3 separate regions of the Mus musculus genome follow, and all the other regions are linked to region 1. Evidence: chromatin contacts called from public HiChIP or PLAC-seq and promoter capture Hi-C data. All regions are on one chromosome and are shown on one strand. Each heading gives the region's core, a stretch centred on a gene start, on an enhancer-like site or on the middle of the called end of the contact. The rest is flanking DNA. Distances are from core to core; before and after follow the strand shown.

Evidence for each region. HiChIP or PLAC-seq counts read pairs in DNA pulled down with a chosen protein or histone mark. Capture Hi-C pulls out chosen DNA fragments and counts their contacts.
Region 2: a contact with region 1 is called in a FOXA1 HiChIP or PLAC-seq map of pancreatic cancer cells. The contact joins the promoter of Hgh1 here to the promoter of Zfp707 in region 1. A contact is called at or near these places in 9 of 39 promoter capture datasets (the SN4741 cell line, embryonic stem cells, hippocampal neurons and 4 more), 3 of 115 datasets of contacts at active chromatin or transcription factors (astrocytes, bone marrow-derived macrophages and pancreatic cancer cells) and 1 of 9 other capture datasets (liver).
Region 3: a contact with region 1 is called in a promoter capture Hi-C map of liver. The contact joins the promoter of Rhpn1 here to the promoter of Zfp707 in region 1. A contact is called at or near these places in 3 of 39 promoter capture datasets (hippocampal neurons, neural stem cells and pre-B cells), 1 of 484 Hi-C or Micro-C datasets (uterus), 2 of 115 datasets of contacts at active chromatin or transcription factors (bone marrow-derived macrophages and pancreatic cancer cells) and 4 of 9 other capture datasets (adipose tissue, liver, macrophages and 1 more).

The regions. Positions count from the first base shown.
Region 1 is chr15:75,966,881-75,970,868 of GRCm38.p6, reverse strand. Zfp707 (zinc finger protein 707) reads right to left here and starts at 1,746. Exons shown (of 4, transcript NM_001347040.2): 1 at 1,465-1,746. The coding sequence starts at 1,572. It also overlaps the pseudogene Eif2s3x-ps1.
Region 2 is chr15:76,366,644-76,370,631 of GRCm38.p6, reverse strand. It overlaps Hgh1 (HGH1 homolog), which reads right to left and starts at 1,734. Exons shown (of 6, transcript NM_021555.2): 1 at 1,063-1,734; 2 at 880-980; 3 at 678-776; 4 at 379-470; 5 at 178-300; 6 at 1-100. The coding sequence starts at 1,676.
Region 3 is chr15:75,702,118-75,706,105 of GRCm38.p6, reverse strand. Rhpn1 (rhophilin, Rho GTPase binding protein 1) reads right to left here and starts at 1,818. Exons shown (of 15, transcript NM_001163465.1): 1 at 1,632-1,818. The coding sequence starts at 1,712.

The DNA.
Region 1 (3,988 bases), core at 497-2,996:
AAGGCCAGGCCAGGAATGGTAGCCCACACATTTAATCCCAACACAACTCTTGAGATCCAAGCCAGCAAGACCAGAACAGCCAGGGCAATAGGCCCAGTCTCAAAAACAAAAAGATCATCAAAAAAGTCCAAGGCTAGGCCTCATCTCTGCTGCATGATAAAGTTCCGACCCAAAAAAAACCCCAAAAAAATCAGTTCAGTTTAGAGAAGAAAGGCTTATCTAGCTTACGATTCCAAGTTACCATCCCGTCAAGGCAGCTAGTCATATCAGTCAAAAGCAGAAGAATGAACTAATGCAGTTTTAGAACTCACCTAGCTTTCTCTAACCTTCCACAGTCCAGGACCCCAAATCTGGGTCCGCTCATATCAATTAAGCTAATCAAGGCAATTCCCCACAGGCATGCCCACAAGCCAACCGGAACTAAATAATCCCTTGAAACATTCTTCCCAAATTACTTGATTGCGTCAAGTTGAGAAATTAACCATTACACCAACTTTGACGAAAAAGCTATGTCAAAGACCGTTTGGGATAGTTAAAAAGCAAGCCAAACAAAACAACATTTAATGAAACCAACAAGAGAGTTTCTGATTCTAAAAGGGAGTTAGAAAGATTAAAGAAAGATTAAAAGGCAAGCAACAGAGAAAGAATTTCCAAATCGTTTTCTGCCAAAGAACTAGTATCTAGAATCACTTCTAAAAATTAACATAGAAAGAGATAACTTTTTTTTTTTTTGGGGGGGGGGGTTGAGACAGGGTTTCTCTGTGTAGCCCTGGCTGTCCTGGAACTCACTCTGTAGACCAGGCTGGCCTCGAACTCAGAAATCCGCCTGCCTCTGCCTCCCAAGTGCTGGGATTAAAGGCGTGCACCACCACTGCCCAGCTAAGAGATAACATTTTAAAAGAGAGAGAGAAAAAAAAAAAACCTAACTAATCTTAACACTCAGGTGACAGAGGCAAAGGGGTCAGCACAAGTTGAGGCCAGTCAGGCTATAAATTATTTTAACAGCTATCACAAAAGTTGCGCCTAGAGGCATTCAACCTTGTGACATTGCGACATAACTAACCAACCACCTACACTGTGCTGATATGCATTCTTATCTATACTCGACTAGCAAGGCTGCAAATTGGGACACACCTGGAAGACCCGAAGCTCGGGAAACACAGGTCTGGGTAGTGACTGCCAACCACAAACTCTGCATGATAAAACCAGAATATATATTTCTCATCTGAACACCAGAACTGGTGCCACAAGCCTGGCTGGACTTCAAGGCCGGAGAGCAGGGAGTGTGGGAAACACTAAAACAGAAAGTTGTAGTCCTGGAAAGCAGGAGCAGACAGACCCAGACTGAGACCCTAGGACCGCCGGAGCGCGGTACCTGCCAGAAGCAGGAAACCCGAGCGCCCGTGCCAAGGGGACCCAGGTGGGCGCGGGGCCAGGGATTGGGGGTAGAGGGTCCGAGCTCACCGGAGGAGCATCGCCGTTAGCTCGCTCGGGAAGAGCGCTGCCCCGTCGGAAGCAGCGCTCTCGTCGAGCTTCGCCGAGAGCAGCAGCTGCAGCAAGACGCCGGCGCATCTGAAGGCCGCGGGGGATGCCGGGGGTAGGGTCGGCTTCAGCGCAAGCGCAGTGGCGCGGAGCAGAGCAACCCAAAGCAGCACCACCGTCGGATTCCCCAGCTCCTGCACCTTTAAACGTCAACTCCCGTGCGCGCCGCACTGACTTCAACTCTCCAGCGGAAATACGCCAATCAGAAGCGTCTTCCGGCTACTTAAAGGGCGGGGCCAGATAAAAGGGCGGAAGTGTGCGCGAGCCCGCCCCCAGGGGCCCAGCCCTTCCGTTGATATGGGTGGTCTGTGGGTTTTTTTTCGTGTGTTCCTGAGCCCACTGGAAGGAGGTGTTTGTTTTGATGGGCTTGGGGGACAAGGTTTCACTGTGTTGCCCTGGCTATTCTGGAACTCTCTTTGTAGACCATGTTGGCTTCAAATCAGAAATGTCCATGCCCCAGAGAACCTATCTCCAGTTCTCAAGCAGCCAGAACCATCAACATTCTTTGTTTGGAATTTGTCCTATGGCTGTCTAAACTGATGTTTGCCAGTTTGCTTCATGTTAGTGGCATGGGTCAGGATTTCCTACTTTGTTCATTGGGGTCACTGGACCCTTAGGCCACTGTGATGCCAAATTTAATTTGAAAGATGCAAACTTATTTGTAATTCTAATTCTAGTTTAGGCAGCCTTCGTCCCACCATAAGATAGCTGAGCAGATGGAAAGGAAGATACGTCCTTTCCCCTCTGAGCAAGATGGCTGGGGGATGTTACCAAGTTGACACCACTTTCACGTGAAGTTATCAGCAGACAAGCTACAATTAATATTGTTACAACTGGTCATGGAGCTCATGGGAAGTCCACCGTGGTGAAGGTTATTTCTGGAGTTCACACTGTCAGATTCAAAAATGAGCTAGAAAGAAACATTACCATCAAGCTTGGACATGCTCATGCTAAGACTTATAAACTTTGATGACTCAAGTTGTCCTAGACCAGATCATGTGGAAGCAGTACACCAGATAAGTTTCCTACATACATTCTGGGGGCCAAAGGGAACTTCAAATTAGTCAGACATGTTTCCTTTGTTGACTGTCCTGGCCATGATATTTTGATGGCTACGATGCTGAACAGTGCAGTAGAGATGGATGCAGCTCTTCTGTTGATAGCTAGTAATGAATCATGCCCTTGGCCCGAACACCTGACTGCTGTAGAAATCACGAAACTCAAGCATATTTTGATCTTACAGAATAAAATTGATCTGGTAAAAGAAAGTCAGGCTAAGGAACAATATGAGCAAAATCTCGCATTTGTGCAAGGAACGATAGCAGAAAGGGGCACCAATTATTCCAATTTCTGCTCAACTGAAGTATAATATTGAAGTTGTCTGTGAGTATATAGTGAAGAAAATACCAGTGGCCCCAAGAGACTTTACTTCAGAGCCCCATCTCATTGTTATCAGTCCATCTGATGTCAACAAACCTGGCTGTGAAGTCGATGACCTTAAGGGAGGTATAGCTGGTGGTAGTATTCTAAAAGGAGTGTTAAAGGTATGCCAGGAGATAGAAGTCAGACCCCGTATTGTCTCCAAAGATAGGGAAGGAAAACTCATGTGTAAACCAACCTTTTCCAATATTGTGTCACTTTTTTGGGGGAAACATAATGATCTTCAGTATGCTGCCCCAGGTGGTCTCACTGGAGTTGGAACAAAGATCGGCCCCACTGTGTGCTGAGCTGGTAGAATGGTGGGACAAGTGCTTGGTGCAGTTGGAGCGTTACCTGAAATATTCACAGAACTGGAAATCTCCTATTTCCTGCTTAAACGTCTTCTGGGTGTACGTACTGAAGGAGACAAGAAAGCAGCCAAGGTCCAAAAGCTGTCTAAGAATGAAGTGCTTATGGTCAACATAGGATCCCTGTTGACAGGAGGAAGAGTTAGTGCTGTTAAGGCTGATTTGGGCAAAATTGTTTTGACCAGTCCTGTGTGTACAGAAGAAAGGAGAAAAAATTGCCCTTAACAGAAGAGTTGAGAAACACTGGCGTTTAATTGGTTGGGGTCAGATAAGAAGAGGAGTGACCATTAAGCCAACTGTAGATGATGACTGAAGACTCCAAGTTAAACAATGCCTTGGGAAAGAGTTGGAATTTCTTTTAATAGCCTATGGGGTATATTTTCAAAACAATACTAGAAAGAATTAATTTCCTAGCTCATTATCTTACTACTAGCTATCTATGTTTATTCTTATATTTTGGCCATGAAAATGTGACCTCTACTATTTTTTCTTTTTATTGATTTCTTGTTTGACATCATGTAGCCCCATCCCACTCATCCCCTCATATCCGACCTTTGCCCTTGCAACCTCCTCCAAAATAAATAACACACAAACAACACAAAAGAAAGAGAGAAAGAAAGAAAGAAAGAAAGAAAGGAGAAAAGAAGAGAAGAGAAGAG
Region 2 (3,988 bases), core at 485-2,984, 400 kb before region 1:
CTTGCTGGTCGAGCTCCTGGAGCTGTTGTTCCACGTCTTCAGGTACCTGCACCTCCAGCAGGTTTTCCATGCCAGCCTCTGGCTCATCACCAATAAGCACCTGCAAGAAGAGGAGGCAGGTGAGCGGGCTCATAAGCCATTGGCACTTGCCTAGCCTTTCTGACCCCCCGCACTCACCTGGATAAGTTTTTCGCAAGCCATCCGCACATCGGGCTCTGGCTCCCAGCTGTGCAGCTCTCGAAGGATCAAGTAGGCACCCTGGTCCCGTACCTGCTTCCGACCAGGTGCCGTGGCTGTCAGCTAGGAAGATGGAAAAAGGTTACTCGGATGCCAATACGGACTTGTGGAGAGGCACTAACACCCCAGGCCCCTGCTCACCAGCATGACGGCTTCGATGAGCATCTTCCGGATGTCAGCGTCCGGCTCCCGTTGCTTGTCTGGTGACAAGTACTGCAGGTCAACAGGCAGCTCTAGGAGTGAGGGTGGGAGACTATTGGTCCCTGTGCTGAACACCCAAGCCCTGCTCTGCCTGGGTGAGCCTTGTGTGTGTCTGTAACGACCCCCTCCTTAAAGGCTGCCGGACTGAGGGACTCCAGACCTGCACACCTCTCCATCTCCCTCTTGTAGTCTTCCCTCTAGCACCAGACAGCCCTGAGGCAACCACCCAAGTCACTCACGGTCCATTTCTTCCTCGGAAAACTCTTCAGGCCCAGCCAAGGGCAGTAGCAAAAAGGGGAGAATGTCGACTTGGGCCCCAAGTAACCACTTGTGATGTCCTGGAGGTGCGGACAAGGAAGGAGATCAGAATAATGGTCCGTTGGGTTCCCTAGGGTCCAATCCCCACCTTGGCAATGGCACCACCCCCTCCTTGTCACTCACGATGCTCAAAACAGCAATTCCGAAGTGTTCCCACCACCCCGCCCCTGCGCACCGAAGAATCTGTGTACTGGGTAAGAGGCAGCAGCCGTTGGACCACGCACCTGTTGAAAGAAGATATTCACTGCTGTCCTTGTTCACTTCCACTTCCCCACCTTCCCGCCCGCGCAGGCGACTGGGTTTCACCTGTCTGGGTCCAGGAGAAAAGCACGCACCTCCGCCTGCTGGCTAAGGTTGGAGAGCAGCGGCCCCAGGTAATGCAGGGGTGCGGCCGCGTTGTAGCTCGGCGTGCACAGCGCGTTGACAAGTCGCTCCAGACCCAACCGCTCCGGCTCAGCGGCCATCAGCTTCTCCATTAACGCAGCACACGGAGCCGGCTCGCGACTCAGGTTGGCCAGCACTGCAGCCGCCTCTTCAGCCCAGGGCCACTGAGGGTCCAACACGCAGCGCAGCAGGCGGGCGGGCAGCTCCGGGTCAGCCGCCAGCAGCTGCCAGTGCACATTGGGATCAGCAGCCAAGTTCACGAGCGCGCGGGAGGCATCGCGGGAAGGAGCTGGGGCCGGGGCCACCGCAAGGTCGACCAAGGCCCGCAACAACTCTGGCTGTCCGGCCAACAGCGTGCGGCCCGAGCCCGCACCAGTCAGCGCCAGCACGTGCTGCGCCGCGGCCGCCTGCAGGTCGGCTCGCGCTCCGAGCACCAGGAAGGGCAGCAGTTCCACCGCCTCCGTGTCCGCGCCAGCCTCCTGCTCTAGCAACCCTCGCTCACCAGAGAACCCCGAACCTACTCCCGGTCCCCGCATGCCGCCAGCAGTCTCAGTCACTTCTCGTGCCGGGGCCACCGCCGGAAAAGCGGAAGTCGTTAAAACCCTTCCGAGGCTGAGAACCTGGCTGAAGGGGGCGGGGCCGGTTTCAGCGCGAGGCATTGTGGGCCACAGTATTAGGCACCCCTTAAGCTGGTGCAGATGCACCCTCCCCCCCTTCCCATCATCATCACCACCACCACCAGATCCTTGCAAGGACTTTTCCGGCTGCCTATTGCGTGTTTGCTTTGCCAGGAGTCAGAACCACGCGACCAGCACGCATAATTTGAAGCGAAGCTCGGCAGCCGGTGATCCTGGTGTCCAGAGTGTTTGCTGCCACCTTTTAAACCTGGTTTCAGACATCCAGGAACCGGAGGGTGCAGGACTCTGCGATGAAAAGGCAGCTTTGGATCAGTCTCTGACTTTGCAGAGGGGCTAAATTTTTTTTTCTAGTGCATTTGTTAGGTCCTCTTCAGTGACAGAAGTCTGAGTCAAGCAGGCTTGGGCAAAGGGAACTAATAAATGAATCTATAGTTTGCAGGTTTGGGGGCACCTGGTGACAGACGCCCCTGCCAGCTCTTTAGAGCACTGTTCGGTTTCTGTCTTCCATACCTCGCTGCGTTTCTTTGCTTCTCAGTGGCTCCATATTACCTTCCACCGGCACATTTGTTAGCACAGATGGGAGGACACTGGCCTTCTTAGCTACGTAATCCCTAGCAGAAGATAATTTCAGTACTAGGATCTGTTCTGGGAAAGTATCCCATTTGGTGCTTCTTGTGCCTGTATTAGCAATTAGCTGCCTGGGGTCCTTGCTCTCTCAAATTAGAAATCTTGAGTTAGGGGTTTTTCCAGGGCTGGTCCTTGTCAGGTTTTTGTAGGAGATAGCCAGGAACCGCCACGGTTCCAGATCCTATGCAACCTTAGATACTGACTGGGATCCTTCCGGCTACAATGGCAAAGTGGTTAGGTCTGTGTAGGGCCAACTGTCCAGATTTCCCAGCTGTTGACAGCAGCTAGTGAGTTTCTAAGAAAAGGCTCCCTTGCCTCTGTTTTGTTTTGTTTTGGAGACAGTGCTGGCTGTCCTGGAACTCACTCTGTAGACCAGGCTGGCCTCAAACTCAGAAATCCACCTGCCTCTGCCTCCCAAGTGGTAGGACCAAAGGCGTGCGCCACCACTGCCCGGCTCCTTATCTTTTTATAAACGTGTCACTGTCTAATCTCACAACTGAGGAGGCTGAGGCAGGAAGGTCAGTGTAAGTTTGAGGCCAGCCTGAGCTATAAAATGAGCTGGTCTCAAAAGATTTTTCTCTTAAACAAAGTTAACTTTGTTAACTTGACACAAAATAGTCACCTAGAAAGGGAAGCTCAGTGACTTTAAATTAAGTTGGCCTATGGGCACATCTGTGGGGGCTTAATTAGTGGAAAGACGTTGCCCCCACTGTGATTGTTACCATTCCCTATAGGAAAGGGGTTTTATAAGTGTGGAAAAAGCAAGCATACTGACATGTAGGAATCATTGCTGTCTTCTGTGAGTGGAATGTGACTAGCTGTGTTGAGGACTATTCCCCAAGCACAGCTGGAGCCATTTTGTCCCATGCCTGCCAACCACTTCATATTATATTCCTGGTACAGAAAATAGTTTGACTCAGAGCAGGATCAAGTTGACCACATATTTTGTTATAAGGTTTCTTCTTAAGAAACTCCACAACAGGGCTGGTGAGATGGCTCAATGGGTAAGAGCACCCAACTGCTCTTCCGAAGGTTAGGAGTTCAAATCCCAGCAACCACATGGTGGCTCACAACCATCCGTAATGAGATCTGACTCCCTCTTCTGGGGTGTCTGAGGACAGCTACAGTGTACTTACATATAATAAATAAATAAATAAATAAATCTTTAAAAAAACAAAAACAAACAACAAAAAAAAAACTCCACAACAGGGCTGGAGAGATGGCTCAGCAGTTAAAAGCACTGGTTGCTTGTCCAAAGGTCCTAAGTTCAATTCCCAGCAACCACATGGTGGCTCACAACTGTCTATAATGAGAACTTGGACCCTCTTCTGGCACACAGGTGTACATCAGATACTCATACATTAAATAAAATTTTAAAAAATCCACTTATGACCAAATTAAAGATCAGTTTGAACTGATGTCTAAACTGTCAAAGTAGCTTGAGTAAAAACCAGTCACGCTACAGTACTTTCTACACCTGCATATGAGCTCATTGTGGGTTTTGCCTTTATAAACTGGCCCTGGGAAATATTTGGGGTTACAGTCTTAGCTCCCCGAATCTAGGCTGTGTGCCTGATTCATCA
Region 3 (3,988 bases), core at 569-3,068, 260 kb after region 1:
TCTTGCCCTTTTTAACCTTGGTTCACTTATGGAGGCCAAGCCAGCTTCCTAACCTGTTTTGGTGGAAAGGCAAGATAAGCTGGGCTGGATGGATTCTGGAAGCTGATAGCCCACACCCAGTTTTCCACACTGGGCTGAAGGAAGTGCTCAGCAGGGAGGGCACAGGTGCTAAGTAACCATCTCTCTCTATCCCGGTATGATCTCCCCACCCTCTGGAAACAAAGGCCGTCTAACCATGGCTGACCTCCATGGTGGCTACTCTTGTCTAACTCTGGGAGAACTTGCCATCAGTACAGACATCGCAGCAGCAGTGGCCAAACCAGAACAGGGCCTGGCCACGACCAGGGAGGAAAGGCATGGGGGTCAGAGAAACAAAACCTCCCACTCAAAGACCCAGTGACCTGTACTGGGCTGGTCCTCAAGGATTAGCAAAAGGTGGGGGGCGGGGGGACACAGTTATCCCCACACAGGCCTGGGAATAGAAAGAAGGAACAGAGCAATCCTAAGCCTTCCCAGGCTTCTCTTACTGAGTCAGCTCAGGGTGGGGGAGTCCCACACTATCCACAGGGAGGCTGACCAATGCAACATGCACTTCCTCCACAGGGCACCTGAAAGGCATGGCCACCCTAGGAAGAAGAGTTCCTGGAGAACATGTTGCAGGCTGACTCCGTCTCCCTCCCTCCCTCCTTCCCTCTCTCCAATCTAACCCCTCCCCAGTTTGAGCTAGTCACTGTGGTATCAGGCATGCCTGGTTAGGATGGAGCCCTTGAGGGTTCTGTCCAAGTCCCAGTGCCTTCCTCTCTTCCTCTTCCTCTCCCTCTCCTCCCTCTCCTCCAGGAGACCTGATACACACACACACACACACACACACTGGATAGAATCAGCCAGCAACAAAGTACAATCTGACACCAGGAAGGAAGGTGGGCAAAGAGCCATGGGAACACCCGGGAGTGTTGTGACAGCAGCTTCTGCTTAGCAGCCCCTGGGGATGGGCAGGAGTACCCCAGAGCCTACACACATACTAAGAAACCCAAACACTCACTGACCCCTAGGAAATACCCAGACCGGAGAAGCAGAGAAGGTTAACATAATATCCCTTAGGCAAAGAGCAAACTAGTTTCCACTTCACCCCTGTGTTCCTGGAAGCCCAGGCACCCTCATCTCCAGACTCAGGAGCTTTGGAGGGGATGTATGTTGGGGAAAAGTAGTCAGGCTTCCCCGTGAAGTTCCGAAGGTTTTTGCTGTCTGCTGTCACAATCTAACCACTAATGGACACTGACTCCTACAGCGGGGCACGCAGAAGACACTGTTAGAGAAGGAGGCTTTCTAGACGTCAGAAAAAAACACGTGCTTGCTTGTGGAGGTGAGGGAGTGGGGGTTGTCACCCATCAGAACCAACTTCTTGGTTCTGAGACCCAAGGGGTTCTCTAGCTTCAGGGGAACCATCTAGACCGTGACTGCTCCAGTGTTACTCCCATCGGGCTGGAACACCGGCTCTGGTCTCTCCTTGGGACCTCAGTATCCCCACCTGGCATTCAGGGGAGCGGGTCCCAGGAAGGAAAGGCCGGGAAGGCCGCACTGCACAGCGCGGGGCAGGAGGCTGAAGACCCATATCCCTGCTCAGCCCCCACCTTGCGGATGCTGCCGTCGTCCTGCGGCCGAGAGCTTTCCTCGCCAGTGCCCTGGCCATCTGGCCTCTCCTCAAGGATCATCGCTGCTCGCTCGGACGCTGACTCCGAGAGGCTGCGAGCAGCAGGCCCCTCGCGCTCCAGGGAGGATCAGCCGCGCTGCTCCGACTGTCCCCCTCCTGGAGGGTCCGACTGACCGGTGCGGCAGAGCGCGGGCCCCGCCTGCAAAACTTGATGTTGTCCAATCAGAGGTGAGGGCTACTCCGATGGATAGAAACTACTACCAACCAGAGTGAGAGAAAGGCGGGCTCCAGGTAAGGGATCTGGTAACTCTTAGCAACCAGGGCCGCTCGCCGATCAGGGTACGCATGCGCAACGCTAGGTGTTAGGCGTGCGGAGAAAGTTAGGAAAAGACAAGCAGAACTGGGGGCGGCGACCAAGAGCCGCTGCAGCCTCTGCAGGGACTTCAAGGCTTTATCTCGTCACCCCGGCAACGGGACCCTCCAGGATTGCTCCAAAAATGTTTACAATGGGGTTTTTTAAACGGTTTGTTAGAGACAAGTGCTTGTGCTGATTCTAAAACAATGCCTGCTTTCTTCCCGGCACTAAGAGGCAAAGCGCCGCTGCGGTCCCCTTGCTTCCAGAACCGCCCCCAGAAACCTCGCCTCCGGGACCTGGTTATGCATTTTGTTTCCAGAGCCTACATTCTCCTTGACCTCCTTGTGCTTCCAGAACCGGATCGCCTTCCAGAACCCGAATTGGTTTTAAGAATTGGACTTTTTCCAGAACTCGAGCTCCTTGCAGGGCTTACTCCGAAGCACTTCTCAAATTCATGTGGGCTGGCTCACACTAGATGAGCTGAGAACACAGCCTAGAAATGAGTGGCTAGCCCTTTGTCAAGCTGCTCCAAAGGTCAGCCTCCTCCACGCTGCCCGCCACCCTGGTCACTGCTTGCCCTGACTGAGTCAGCGACTCAGTCTCTACGCCCCATCCCCCTCACACACACCTGGCTCTGTCATCCCCAGATCTAAATTTGCTCGGCTAAGCTCTTGGATGTCCCTGGACAGTGGGCCCCCGCCAGAAATGCTTCTCTCATCTGCCCCGCTAGCCTCTCCAAACTTCCTGGCATTTTTGATCCCAGGGCAGCATTGTCCCCTCCCCTCCCCTCCCCTCCCCTCCCCTCCCCTCCCCTCCCCTCCCCTCCCCTCCCCTCCCCTCCCCTCCCCTCCCCTCCCCTCCCCTCCTTTCTTTCCTTTTCTTTCCTCTAGTATCTTCCTGTGGAGTGTCACCTAATTTCACTTCTTCCTCCACTGACATCCTCATGAGCAGCCTCCTCCATCTCCGGGCTCTTATGCTGCCTAGGTGTGGTCATCACCTTAGAACTAAACAGAGACCACATGTGCTGTCACCTAGCACAGCTGTCACCCTCCTGCATAGGCACCCCTGAATTCAGACTTCTGTGTCTTCAGAATCCTGTGTGCTTAGACTGACATCCACCCAGCAAAGCATGCCTGACTAAAGCAACTGTTTCTCTTAAAGATTTATTTTAATGTGTGTGTGTGTGTGTGTTTCTGCAGATGAGCACTGTGCCTGCAGAGTCCAGAAAAGGGTACTTGAACCCCAGGAACAAGAGACTACAGGTAGTTGTGAACTATTGAATGTAGGAGCTGGAAACCTAACTTTGGCCTTGCGTTAGACTGGTCCACATCCTTAACCACTGGACCACCTCTCCAGCCCTCCCAATCTGCTCTTAACTATTCTTTTCTCAGCAGGATTGTCCCTTTCATAAACCTTAGGAAAGTCCACCCCTCCCCAGCTCACTAAGGACAACTGCAGGATTTCAGGAACACTTTCTCCCTAGGTTCCCACCCAGGGCTCTTAGGGATGTCCTGCTGCAGTCCCAGGTCCCTCTCCCAGTAGTCCTGCAGGGCATCTTAGTTCAGCAGGCAAGGCTGTTAGGGGATAAAGGAGGCTCTCAATTGTTGAGGGTCCTAAGAACTCCAGGGATTTTCTAATGAGAACCTTAAACTCAGCCAAAAATCAGGTTGGAGGGGGCAGGTTGGTCAAATGCTTGCCTAGGGTGCACAAAACCCTAGGCTCAGTCAACAGCACTGCATAAAACACCATCAATCCCAGTATATAGGATTTAGAAGGAGGAGGACCAAATGTTCAAGGTCACCCTCCAGATACACTGTGAGTTTGAGGCTGGCCTGGAATTTACAAGTCTGAAACAAACAAACAAACAAACAAACCAGGTTGGAGAATAGAATACAGCCATTTTTGTTTTTAAAGATGGAAAATGTAGCCTCAGTATTTTCCCAACCCAACCTCCCATTTCTAAGGAAGGCAATAGAAGATGA